Linked DNA regions of Gasterosteus aculeatus: region 1 is linked to region 2. A link is a contact called in public Hi-C data. All regions are on one chromosome and are shown on one strand. Each heading gives the region's core, a stretch centred on a gene start, on an enhancer-like site or on the middle of the called end of the contact. The rest is flanking DNA. Distances are from core to core; before and after follow the strand shown.

Region 1 (5,767 bases), core at 665-3,164, 110 kb before region 2:
GTAGAAAGCAAGTAAAAACAACAGCAAATTGGGAAAAAAACATTTGCCTCACTGTTTGCCTACCTTAAAAAATGCCATGCGAGGTCTAGCTCAGAACGGTCCAGGTGGGGGTGAACATGAGAACGGGAGTAGACTTTGGTTTTACTTTTGTTTTTTTGGAACACAAGTTGAAGCACTCTCACAACAAAGAAGGGCCTGTTTGAAGGTGCTGCGGCTGCTTAACTGGAAAATACTCACTCTTTTTCTGAATCCTCTCAGTCTTTTCTAGTGAAGAGAACTTTTAATAGGAAAAAGGCTCCCAGGGGCCAGGACGAGCCCTGCTCCACAATGGCACTTTGAGTAGACCGGTGCAGACCCTGAGGGTTAAGATGGTACTTCTGGTGGGGGGGAGGTCCAGTCTGGCACTGCCATTTGGCAGGGATGAATTCAGGAGTACAACACCCGCTGTAGGATGGGAGTATTTGACATTTAGAACTTTGAATAGACATTTTTGGTACATATTATAGTGAAATATTAAAAAAAGTACAAAATAGTTTTGAATGTATTAAAAAATAATATATTTACTGCCATACTGACAGTTATATTAGAACGGTGCTCGTCTCTAATTTGTAAGATGAATGAAAAGGCTCTTCCTGCCTGTTTATCTCTCGCTCTCTGTCTTCATTGAACATGACAAACGTCAGTAAACAGCTGGAAGCTTTGAAATCACGGAGTTTTTTGTTTGTCTATTTTTTAGGAACCTTCCGACCAGTTGCGACTAATGTTCCCAGCGGCGCTAACGTGGTTAATTTATCATTAAACAACGTTTAACGAGCACCGTCATTACCTGTTTGTCCGACGCTGCAGCTGTTTGGCGCGCAGCGCTGCACGCGCACTAAGTGGAGGAGGGGGCGGGGCTTGTGAGCATGTTGGGGCCAAACGCAAATAAATGTCCCGTCAGATATGAAAATACATTTGGGGGGAATTGATGACCAAGAGAGTAATTTTAAAATATTGATGAATGAAGGAAAACATTTCTTTCTTTGCCTTTTCTCCCCCAGGGCAAAAGGGCAGGTGCTTGAGCACCACTAGGGGTCCATCATGAACACGTGCATTTAGGAGACATCTCCACATGGTCCTCAACAGAGCTCAGGATCTCAGCCTGGTGAGCAATGTGAGGATCGAGGGGTTTTATTAAGCGATGTTTGCTGCATCAGATGATGGGAGGTAACTCTGTTGTTGATGTACTTTTATCTCTTTTGTGCTGTTGTTGTAGTGGTTTTGTAGTCTGTTACAGACAGCTTGTGTGGTTTTATTGTTGAAAACAGACATAGCGTGCAGGGAAGCAAACATTCAGGGAAGCACACATTCACAACTGCTCTTCATACTTTCGCTGGAGGAGTATGGCTCCTAAGGAGGCATATCCGTCTCTTTTTACAAGCACCATGGTCAGCCAGGAAGAAACACCCCAGTGTGTGTCTTAAAATACTGGCGGCAGACAGGATGCAGCCCACTGAGTCTACAAGACCATGTGAACATACTGAGATAAAGAATGATTATGATCCTTATTATCATCCTGTCTTTAATAAAATTTATATTTTATAGTTTAAATATTACACTGCAATGAATTCAAAGCAAAGATGGTACAACTAATTTGAGGTGGAGAGGGTGGAGGGGGGCTGGGGGACTTCAATGTTCCCATATCATCCAAGGGGGGCTTGGCAGAAGAAGTTTGGGGACCACTGATCTCATCCGACCCCCACACACACAATCATTGGCAGCATTAAAACTGTAGAATAATGTAACATAAGCCCAGGTCGGAGGTCCCGGGTTTCCTTTACAGTTTAAACGTCTCCACATGTCAGCATGCTCACAAAGCCTGGTGCTCATGTTACATAGTTCAAACGGTTCCATTCAAATCCTCCTAAAATAGCTGAACTAAGCCACCTGCTGCTACAAAGTGGTACCTACACGGACCAAGAGATGATACCAGTTGTCATATCCTCTATGCGAGTGAGTATTTGCCATCAGCTAACGTGTTTCTGTATGTCTGTGGACAATGTTTAATTAATATTCATTCATGGTGTGGCTAGCTTTATTATTTTGGATGTCAGTTGTCTTTGTTTAAACTCGTGTTTTTATTAAGTTAGTGATGTGTTTTGTAGCTGTTTTATTGTCTGTAATACTGTCCGTTTTTAGCTAGCTAACACTAATACCATGTTGTCCTCCTAGGCGCGTCATCCACAGGCTTTGTGTGTCTGTTGTTGTGTTAGTTTGTTCGGTATGATATATATTTTCGCTTGTATATGTATTCTTTTGTATTTGTCATACAGTTAAGAGAAAGTTTGTATTCTGTTTCAGTTTTATTGGAATCAGTACGATCATTGTAAGAGTGTATGCAATTGAGGAATTGCCATGAGGCACGTGAACTACACTCTTTTTGTGTTTGTATTGTGTAGCCTACAGAGTTACAATCAGAGGGAACAAACCTGCGGAACAACCTGATCAGCTCCAGAAAATGGTTTTATTCCAGAAGACACCTCACAGTGGTTCACACATTATTGATCAGATCTCCCCGATACAGGGGACAGTGTTCCGTTTGTTGGACTCCTTTTCCTCAATGGGTTTAGTACCAACCCCCTCAGTCTGTGTCTGTGCCAGATGTTGGTTTGATTGTTCTCCTTCATGGTCTCTTGCCTGTCATTAAACTGAGTGAAGAGCTCCCCCGAGGCCTGTTAACCGCCATTTCCTTTAAAAACAACAACAAAATAATTAAAAAAAAAACTTGAACAGTCCAAATGTTGAAAGTATTTCCAATGTGCGACAATGTGCTGCTTTATGCTGGTTCGGTTATGGATATTGTTTCATTTTTCCTGGAGTGGGGGAGTCACATTTTGAGATCATTTCTTATTTTACTGCATCTTTTTATTTTTTTATTTTCAGGCATTTATTAAGTCCATTACAAGGCTAACATCAATGACACACATAACAATTATTCACACACAATGCCTTTGTACGTCATCAGATTCATATTGTACATTTTATTAATGGCCATTTATCAAAAAGACATTCCCTACTTATACAAGCCATGTATTTATTTGAAAAGAAAAAACAATATGGTTTCAAGTATTGAATTTAAAATATAAAAAATGTCTCAATTTCTTCACACGGTACGAACAACATCAAGGGCGCACAAGCTGTTCTGCGCTCTATAAAACCGTCCCCCTAATTAAATTTCCTACCACATCTGGCTTCTCGTTGGCCAAGGAAGTTAAAAAGAGTGTGTTTAGGGGAACTTTCCACTTTGTTGTTGACGTGTTAAAGATATTCAAAACAATTCTCACCATAACTTCCTGTGGGATACAGCATCCTCTCATAACCCGTGTATTTCTGGCTTTCTACAGACCTTCCTAATGACTGCCCACCAGATTTTTTTCCTTTTCTGTTCCCTTTTTTTGTGGGCGGCCGTAAGCTTTGTCATTGATACTGCAGCAGAACCTGCCAGACGCTCCCGGCTCCGGTTCTCCAGGGACCCCCTTCCCTCCAGCTGGCCTCCAGCAGCATGGTGCCACAGGGGGGGGGCAGCGGTGGGCTGGTCACTGCTGGAGGCCCCCAAGGTTGGAGCTGAACGGGTTTCTAATCAACCGGCATGTTTTTTATAACGACTATTAAGGACTCCTTTTAAAATGAGGGCAATGGTGACTTGAGTAAAACCTAATGACATGGCGAGCTTAGCATAACACAGAAACAGTGTCTGTCTTATGCTAAGCTAGGGTAACCAGATCACCTTTGCAGCTCCATAGTTGACATTATGACATTCTTTAGATTATAAATACATTGATATGAACTTTTCACCAGTCCCCCCCTTTTCCCAATATATAGTCTTTACCTCGGATGACATAACATTCTTTTTTTCAATGTCTGCATGACTAATTCTGTGTTCACTCGTGATGAGAGTGGTTTGTATACGTGTGATGCTAAATTAATTAAATGTAGGGGAGAATAGAGTTGGTTGTCATATTCATTATATCTCGCCACCGGAAGGCGCTTTTTCTCAAATGTTATGTAATTGTCCGAAATTGGCAGCTCAAGTCGAGGTTTAAAGAATTTGTCTTTTTCATATGAAACAGAAAATGTTCCGCTCCGCAGTATTTTTATTCTAGTCTTTTACACGATGGGTTTATAACAAAACGTTTTCTTCCCCTAAAAAGGGTGAAGGGAAAACTACAGTTTTGATTGTTTTTAGCTACCTGACTAGTTGCTGGCCTTGATGTTAGCAAGAAATGGCGGGCACACAGAGGTGGGGGGGGGGGCAGACCCCATTGGCGACTGTGGGTGAGTGGGGAGCACGGTCGTCCTCCAATCAGAGGGTTGTCGGTTCGATCCCAGGCCCCGCTAACCCGCATGTCGATGTGTCCTTGGGCAAGACACTTAACCCAACATTGCTCCTGTAGCTGCGACTACAGTGTGTGAATGTTAGTTACTGATAGTTACTGTGTGTGGTTCTCCTGTCATCACTATGTGAATGGGTGTGAATGGGTGAATGATGTCATGTAGTGTTAAAGCGGTTTGAGTGGTCGGAAGACTAAAAAAGCGCTTTAAAAGTAGAGACTATTTACCATTTACATGTGCCATCGCTGTAACTCAGATAGTGAAGTTAAGCCTAACGATAGTTGAGTAGGTTATTATTGTGAGGCATATTTGTTTTGTTCCCAATGGTGTTATTTATGTTGGCCTAAAGATCTGTTTCCTGTCCATGTTCTTCGCTCATTTTTTGTTATGAAGTATTAAATGATGTATTTGTGAACTTTTCAATGCAATCCACTTTCAACAGTAGTTCTCCCTTCTTTGCTTCTTTTTAAGATTTTTCTCATTGGAACAACATTGTGTCATAACATTGTCTCAGGTTTACTTCACACACACAGCGTTTTTCCCTGCAGGCCGGCTCCAAATGTGGACATTTGAATGCTTAGTGATTTGGATTATTTCTAAGAACTTAAGGGATAATCGTCACTGAAAAAAATCTCTATTGTACTGATTGAAACCAAGCTCCCTTAAGACCTGAAGGGCTGTGGTCCTTGTTTGGAAACAAAGAAACACCTCGTGCTGAGTCCATAAAATGCAGCAACATTATTTAGTTGCCATTATGAGTGTATAAACCTTTAGTGCTGCTGTTTCAGATTTTGCAGATGTTCTGCCAGCCCCTTGAGTTATACCAAGCAATTGATTCATTGTTCTCAGTTTTGTACTACAAATGTGATGGAAAAAACGCCGTTAAAAAAAGAGACAGAAAAGCTTGAGCGATGCAAAAAACGAATGCTTCATTCTCACATACATTTATGGAGATAATTTTTGTGGTGCAAAGTAATTTAAGTATTGTGGATTCATTGAATGTCTTCAAAGAAACACGCAAGTCAATGGTTATGAGGACATGAATATCCACAGCAAAACCTTTGAGGAATCAGGAATCAGGAACATTTATTGCCAAAATATGTCAGACGTTGGTGCATAACATCAGACAGTGACAATGGACAATAAGACAACATAGTATGTTTTGCACTTTTCCTCTGACATCATGTATCTTCTGAAGTACCTTTTTCAATTGAAGTAGTGCAGTTAGCTTAAGTTAAAATATAATATATTGCACATGAAATTATCCGAGAATGTTGGCTTATTATTATGGAGGGTTATCTATTGTATTTCTCTTTATAATGGTTTCCTTGTTGCATGGTATTTATTTCCAGCATTTGTATAAATTATCGCACAAATTTAAAACGGAGGAAAAGGA
Region 2 (6,301 bases), core at 2,539-5,038:
TATTGTGAAGATCACCTTAGAAATCTGGAATATATATATATATATATATATATATATATATATTTAATTAGGGCTGGGCGCAGTATGGCCAAAAATGAATCTGACGCTATTTTGTAAGGTTCTGATGGTATCCCGGTATTTTCCAGTATGTCTGAACTGATCTTTTTTTTTGAGTAAACGTTCATTCATTGATATTCATTGCATCGACGGGAGGGGGGTGCGCGGACGCGGACGGTCCGGTCAACGGAGGGGGGGCACTGACCTCCACAGTCACATCTCAATCCAATAGAGCACCTTTGGGATGTGGTGGAGCAGGAGATTCATCATAGCTGTGCAGCTGACAAATCTGCAGCAACTGCGTGATGCTATCATGACAATATGGACCAACACCTCTGAGGAATGTTGGATGTATGCAGTGAAGAACTAAGGTAGTTCTGCAAAATGGGTCCAACCTTTTACTAGGTGAACTTAATAAAGTGGCCGGTGAGTGTATGTATCTATGTATATATATTAGGGGTGTAACGATTCATCCACTGAATCGATTAATCGATTTATATTCCTGCAATCCAACTGAATCGATCTGTGCTCCGCAAATCGGCATTCAGGACGACATATATCGATTACAAATTGATTTGTATCGATACTTGGAAACTGCACATTGGATTAAAGTACAAAAACGGTGTGGATGTGTGTTTGTTTGTTTCTTTTTTAGCACTTTAGACATGTTAAACGTTACTCGGTTCAGTCCGCCTGTCTGTGATGTCATCAGTACCCACCGGCAGCCGCGCGAAACTCGGAACAACAACAAAACACAGCGTAGAGGAGACGACTGCGAGCGAGACATTTACAAACCAACTTATCGATCCAGCGTGTGAAAACATTTTGGCTTTCGGTCACTGTTTGTAGAATATGTAGAAGCCAAATAAAAAACACGGAAACACGACGAATCTTTCCGGCCGTCTACTAAGGCGCCGTGGGATTAAACAACACCGATAGTCAGGACCTCTAGCAGCGTTACCGCTGCAGCAGCAGAAGGTAACTCCAGCTCTGCAGACACCTCAGGCCTCGCCAGCACCAAACTCAACATCACAGGAACAATTGCCAAGTTTATCTGTAAAGACGTGCGACCCTACAATGTGGTTGAAAATCCGGGGTTCTGTGAATGGATCCAAACATTGTGTAATTATTGTGTAATGTTTACATTGAAAATGGCTGCACTTGATTCAAATAAAAGGTTAATACATTTGCCATTAATTGTTTGCTTGTTTATAATATCCATAATTATTTAAACCGGAATCTCGGAAACTTTGCCTGCACTAACCAGTAAAGTTACTGGATCGATTTCAAGTCACTGAATCGAATCGTTCTAAATTAACCCAGATTGTCCATGAATCGCGATTCATATCGAATCGTTGTTAAAATGAATCGTTACACCCCTAATATATATATATATATTCTGTAAAGTGGAATAAAGTGGAATTCTTCACACATTCCAGCTCACATTCTTCCCAGACCACTTTGTGATGTTTATATAGTCTTCATCCTGTCAAATGCTCTTAAGATGCTCTTCAGTTACAGCAGAATGTTTGTAGATTGTAGATGATTCAAACAAACTGTCAACAAAGGACATACTGCATTGTTACTAAAACATGGAGCTTGTGCATTTTGCATATTATTCTAAAATCTTGGGACTAACTACAGGTTCTATAACCCAAAACTCATAATGACACTTTTAAACACACTGGTAAACACCTAAAATTCAATAATAGTTGCTTTGATTTGATTTAGTTCAATTAAAGAATTATATTATTCCAAAAAGTTGCGGCAAAGCTGAAATATCCAGCCGTTGCGATGCTTGAGGGGTAAGTGGAGCATCACTGACCAAACAACTCAGTACCTATAGACAGACTTTAAGAAGTGGAATCAGTGACGTCGTCGATTTTGATCTTTGCTCTTACGTTTGGAAACCTCAAGTTGCTATCTACGGATTACGGCCGTCATCACGTTGTTGTTTTTTTCGCAACCTATAAACAGATGTTACTGTGGAATTTGGAAGAGTGACCTAGAGACGCCGCATATTGCTGTGGCAGCAACCTGTCAATCACAGTAAGCCCACCCTAAAGCGCAGTCCGCATTATGGCCCATTTTGATCTCTAGATGAGCCTCAAATTGTACTTAGGAAGACTTGAAACTAGAGATTAAGACCAATAACTGAAATCATAGAGAAGTACAGTCATTTTCACATAGACTTCAATATGCGTTTTAAATGTTGCTCAGAACAGCTTGTTTCGGGCTCGTGTTACGTTATAAAAGTTTTAGCCGACAAAAACAGTGCTTTAATCGTCTTGTGTTTGCTGGACTCATCCATCCCTCCTCCGCAACATCAATATTGGTCTTTGATTTTTCATAGTATGTCATTTGGTATGACCACCACATCCTCTTATAGATAAGTTTCATGTGTGAGAAAAAAGATCCTAAGACTGAAAGAAGTTGTTGATGACGTGGGTATATTCCATCTGTTTTAGATTCATATGCAGCCAGACTAATTTCTGTTTTATCCTCCTAGCCATGTTATTCCCTCGGCCTAATGCTTTCCAAAAGGTATCATATAACAATAAAACAGCCTTTTTCGAAAAAAAGAAAAGAAAGTTTCTGGTATCAAGAGGAACTTTATATTTAACCTGGAGTCTTGTTCAAATAAGAGCAGAGTTTGAGGCAGAATGGAGCAAAAACATAGCGTGTTTGTCCACGGCCAGTGATCTGTATTCTTTTTCCTCACTTAATTTCCTCTGTAATTACAAAAAGTCTGAAGGCTGAGTCCCCGGGAGTAGGACATGAATGAAAGGCACATGGGGGACACACGAAAAGACCCGTTGAGTTTTGGCTGGCAGTGGGACAGTTTAAGCCAAGTCCAAGGCCTGCTGGACACAGTATCTTGACTTTTAATAGTGGATTAGGGAATCTCCTGGAAGAGAGACATGATGGCCATTATCTGTGAACTGTCGCTGAGGTCACATGAAAACAGCTGCTTTGAGAAGCGCCATGAGTCTATGAGAATGGATTTTCCCGTTCTGTTGGTTCTCATGAGCTGGTTTGAGGACACAGGACTTGTCTGACCACGGTGGAGAGTTGCTTCAGGGACTTTATTGTCTGTATATATGACAAATGTAAGCATTCTTGAGGAAACGTGCCCATTTCCATGCTAGACCAAGGTAAACTTAAGTGATTTATGAATCCTGCAAGATGCAGATGTGGCTTGTTGAGACACACACACTGTCAGGCAAGTTGAAAAGCTGCAAGTTTGTTTACATGATTTGCAACAAAGATCATTCTAATGCAGTCCAGCTGATATCTGTCCCATAACTTTTACAATGGAACGCAATTCCTTTGGAAAGTTTCTCTCCTTCTCCTCCCTCTTCCTCCCACCACTTCCCTTGCTTTGGCACCCACACTGGGTTTACAATTTAAACATATTATATATTTTAGTATTAATAGTATTTAAGAGTTAGCACTATGTGACATGTCAGACAAATTGTTGGTGAAGACTGCCCCCTGCTGTTCATCTCATCTCTATTGTGACCTTTTCCTCCATCCAATGTTATCCAGCTATCATGGGACTACAGGGAAAAGACTGGAAGCACTGTGAGATTCATGTTCTTTGACTTCTTCAGTTCTTTCAACACCATCAAGCCGTTGCTTCTGTGGGACAAGCTGCAGCGGACCAGGGTGGACCACCACCTCTCTGTATGCATCCCGGACTACCTCACCAACCGTCCACAGTATGTGCGGATACGGGGGAGTGAGTCAGCATGGAGGCCCCACAAGGACCTGTTCTGGCTCCAGTTCTCTTCTCCACATAGACCTCTTACTTCCAAAACAACTCCGTTAACGCCCACCCGCAAGTTCTCTAAAGACTCAGCAATTGTTGACCTCATTTCTGCCAGTGATGACAGAGAATACAGCGAACGGAACTAACCAGTTAACATCCAGGAAATCTTATAGTTTATATACTATATTTATAGAGTTTTTTTTATCGTTAGAAACGATTGCCCAAAAAAACATGTAGAAATCATGTAGGTTGAGAAAAGCAAATAAAAATGCTAAAAAAAGTATTTTCCTAAGAAAGTAGCTGTCAGCACTATATAAAGGTTGCGACATCTAGCGGGAGAGTTCAATCTGCTACTTTTGTCAGAATAGAAAAAAAAGAAAAAAGTAAGCTTATATCTAACTGAATGCAACACTTTACTCGCTGCAGCAAGGAAAGTTGTCCTGCACCAACGTCGACCCCTTTATAGCATGTTGCCTGTGGCTATATGACAAAAGACAGATATCACCTTTGACCCCTGGTAAAAGAAGCCAACTGTTTGTAATTACCTTTGCTAAAGACGCTAGGCTGCTGACAGGCCTCTTTTTTTGTGTAAAAACCAGTTTATATGTTACTGGTAAAGAAATATAGCAATGTTTCCAAAAAGAAATCCAATTTTGTAAATGGTCTCCAAAAACTCCTGTGAAGAGAGATATCAGGCTACACATCTACATGATAGTGTAGATACAGTGTTTGGACAGAACTGTAAAGTTTCACGTTGATAGACTGAGGATGAACTACTCTATGGAAGGCTTTTGTGTAGGCCTCATGGCAGACGAACGGGACAGTAAAAATGTGGATTGCGAGCGTAAAATAATGCTTGAGAGTGACGATTGCCAGCACAAAATCGACCCCCAAAACGCCATTCCAATGTAGCAATGTCATGCAAGATGGCGGGAGGCCGTATTGCACTGCAGAAACAGAGGAATAATTCGATAATTTTCTTCAAAACTGGCAAGAATAGGAGATATTTAGGATTCATACTCTTTAATTGTGCAGCTTTTGAACTGCCATGTTTGGAGTATTTTAAAACGGATTAGTGCTTATTGCAGCCAAGACCAACGCTTCAATTTATGTGATGCATTCATATATTTGTTCATGATAAGGACCCAATAGTTTGGTTCTGGCCTCCCTCTTCCACCAAAAGTCACCAGTGGCTAGTCACCATGCCACAAGCAGTCTCCCTGTATGAGCTAAAAGAAAGAAAAGCCACAAACTGTACAACTGTGCAAAATAGGAAGCAGGTTGTGCTTGAAACATCATCTGCAAAATGCAACGACGCCCTACGCCCACGACTACACCTTGATATCCTGTCCATGAATACCACAAACAGGGGTAATGACAAGGCGTAGCCTGGTGAAGATCAATCCCACCGGAAACTACTCTGAATTACAACCGAACACAGCTCTCGCTTTGGCCGTACAGGAATTGGATGGCCCCAAGTAGGGACCCCCTCACCCCGTACTCCAGCAGCACCTCCCACATTATCTCACTGGGGACCTGGCTATACACCTTCTCCAAGAAAAACAAAAACAAAAAAAAAAAACACATGTAGACCAGATGAGCATAGTCCCGGGACCCCTCAATGATTCCTGCTGGAGTAAAGAGCAGGACGAAAATCACATTGTTCCTCTTCAATCCGTGGTTCGACTATCGGCCAAACCCTCCTCTCTAGACTTTACCAGAGAGGCTGAGTAGTGTGACCCCCCTGTAATTGGCACACGCTCTCTGGTCCCCCTTTTTGAAGAGAGGTTCCACCACCCGCCACTCTTAAAGCACTGTCCCAGAGTTCCACGCAATGTTGAAGAGGCGTGTCATCCAAGACAGCCCCCAAACAACCTTTGCTTTCAGCATCTCCGGGTGGATCTCGGTAATCCCCGGGGATTTGCCACGGTAGAGTTGTTTGACCATCTCAGTGAACGCTCGTAAAAACACTCCCATCTCAGATAGCTACAATCCAATTGTTACTATTCACAGATTTCAACAGATTCAACATTCAACAGATTTTGGCGTATACATTTCATTTGGTGTATACCGAACATATGCGTAAAATACTGTGGAAATCGGATACTGTAGTCGTCACATTTCAAATTGTAAAAATCTGAAATCACAGTGGAGAATAGTAGAGACACTTCGACCCAAAGCCTTTTGAATAATAATCTGGAGAAGGGAAATATTCGATTGATGATGAGCTCTCAATGAGATGGAGATTGAACAGCGTTATTAGCCAACTGAGCTAACTGGCCATATCACCCCAAGAAGGCAGCACGTTTGCAATAATTACAATCGTGAAAATGCATTGAGTTCATGCATGTCAACACAAACCACTTTTAGCTTCACGCCTGCGCCCGGCATGCCGTCCATTCACACATGCGTGTGTGGCTGCATGTGTGGCTGCATGCAGATTTAATAGCGTGGTGAGGGACACAGAAGAAT

Evidence for each region. Hi-C and Micro-C count contacts between places; a contact is called where the count stands out from the background.
Region 1: a contact with region 2 is called in a Hi-C map of skeletal muscle, with 8 times the contacts expected there. The contact joins two enhancer-like sites. A contact is called at or near these places in 4 of 6 Hi-C or Micro-C datasets (skeletal muscle, tail fin and whole body).

Annotation. Positions count from the first base shown.
Region 1 is chr16:2,565,803-2,571,569 of fGasAcu3.hap1.1, reverse strand. No RefSeq gene overlaps it. Among protein-coding and RNA genes, the nearest start is that of lrrfip1a, 4.0 kb to the left of the region's middle. Within about 2 kb of position 1,914, at least 1 of the 9 cell types and tissues checked has open chromatin away from gene starts, as enhancers often do.
Region 2 is chr16:2,452,653-2,458,953 of fGasAcu3.hap1.1, reverse strand. No RefSeq gene overlaps it. Among protein-coding and RNA genes, the nearest start is that of trim63b, 8.7 kb to the right of the region's middle. Within about 2 kb of position 3,788, at least 1 of the 9 cell types and tissues checked has open chromatin away from gene starts, as enhancers often do.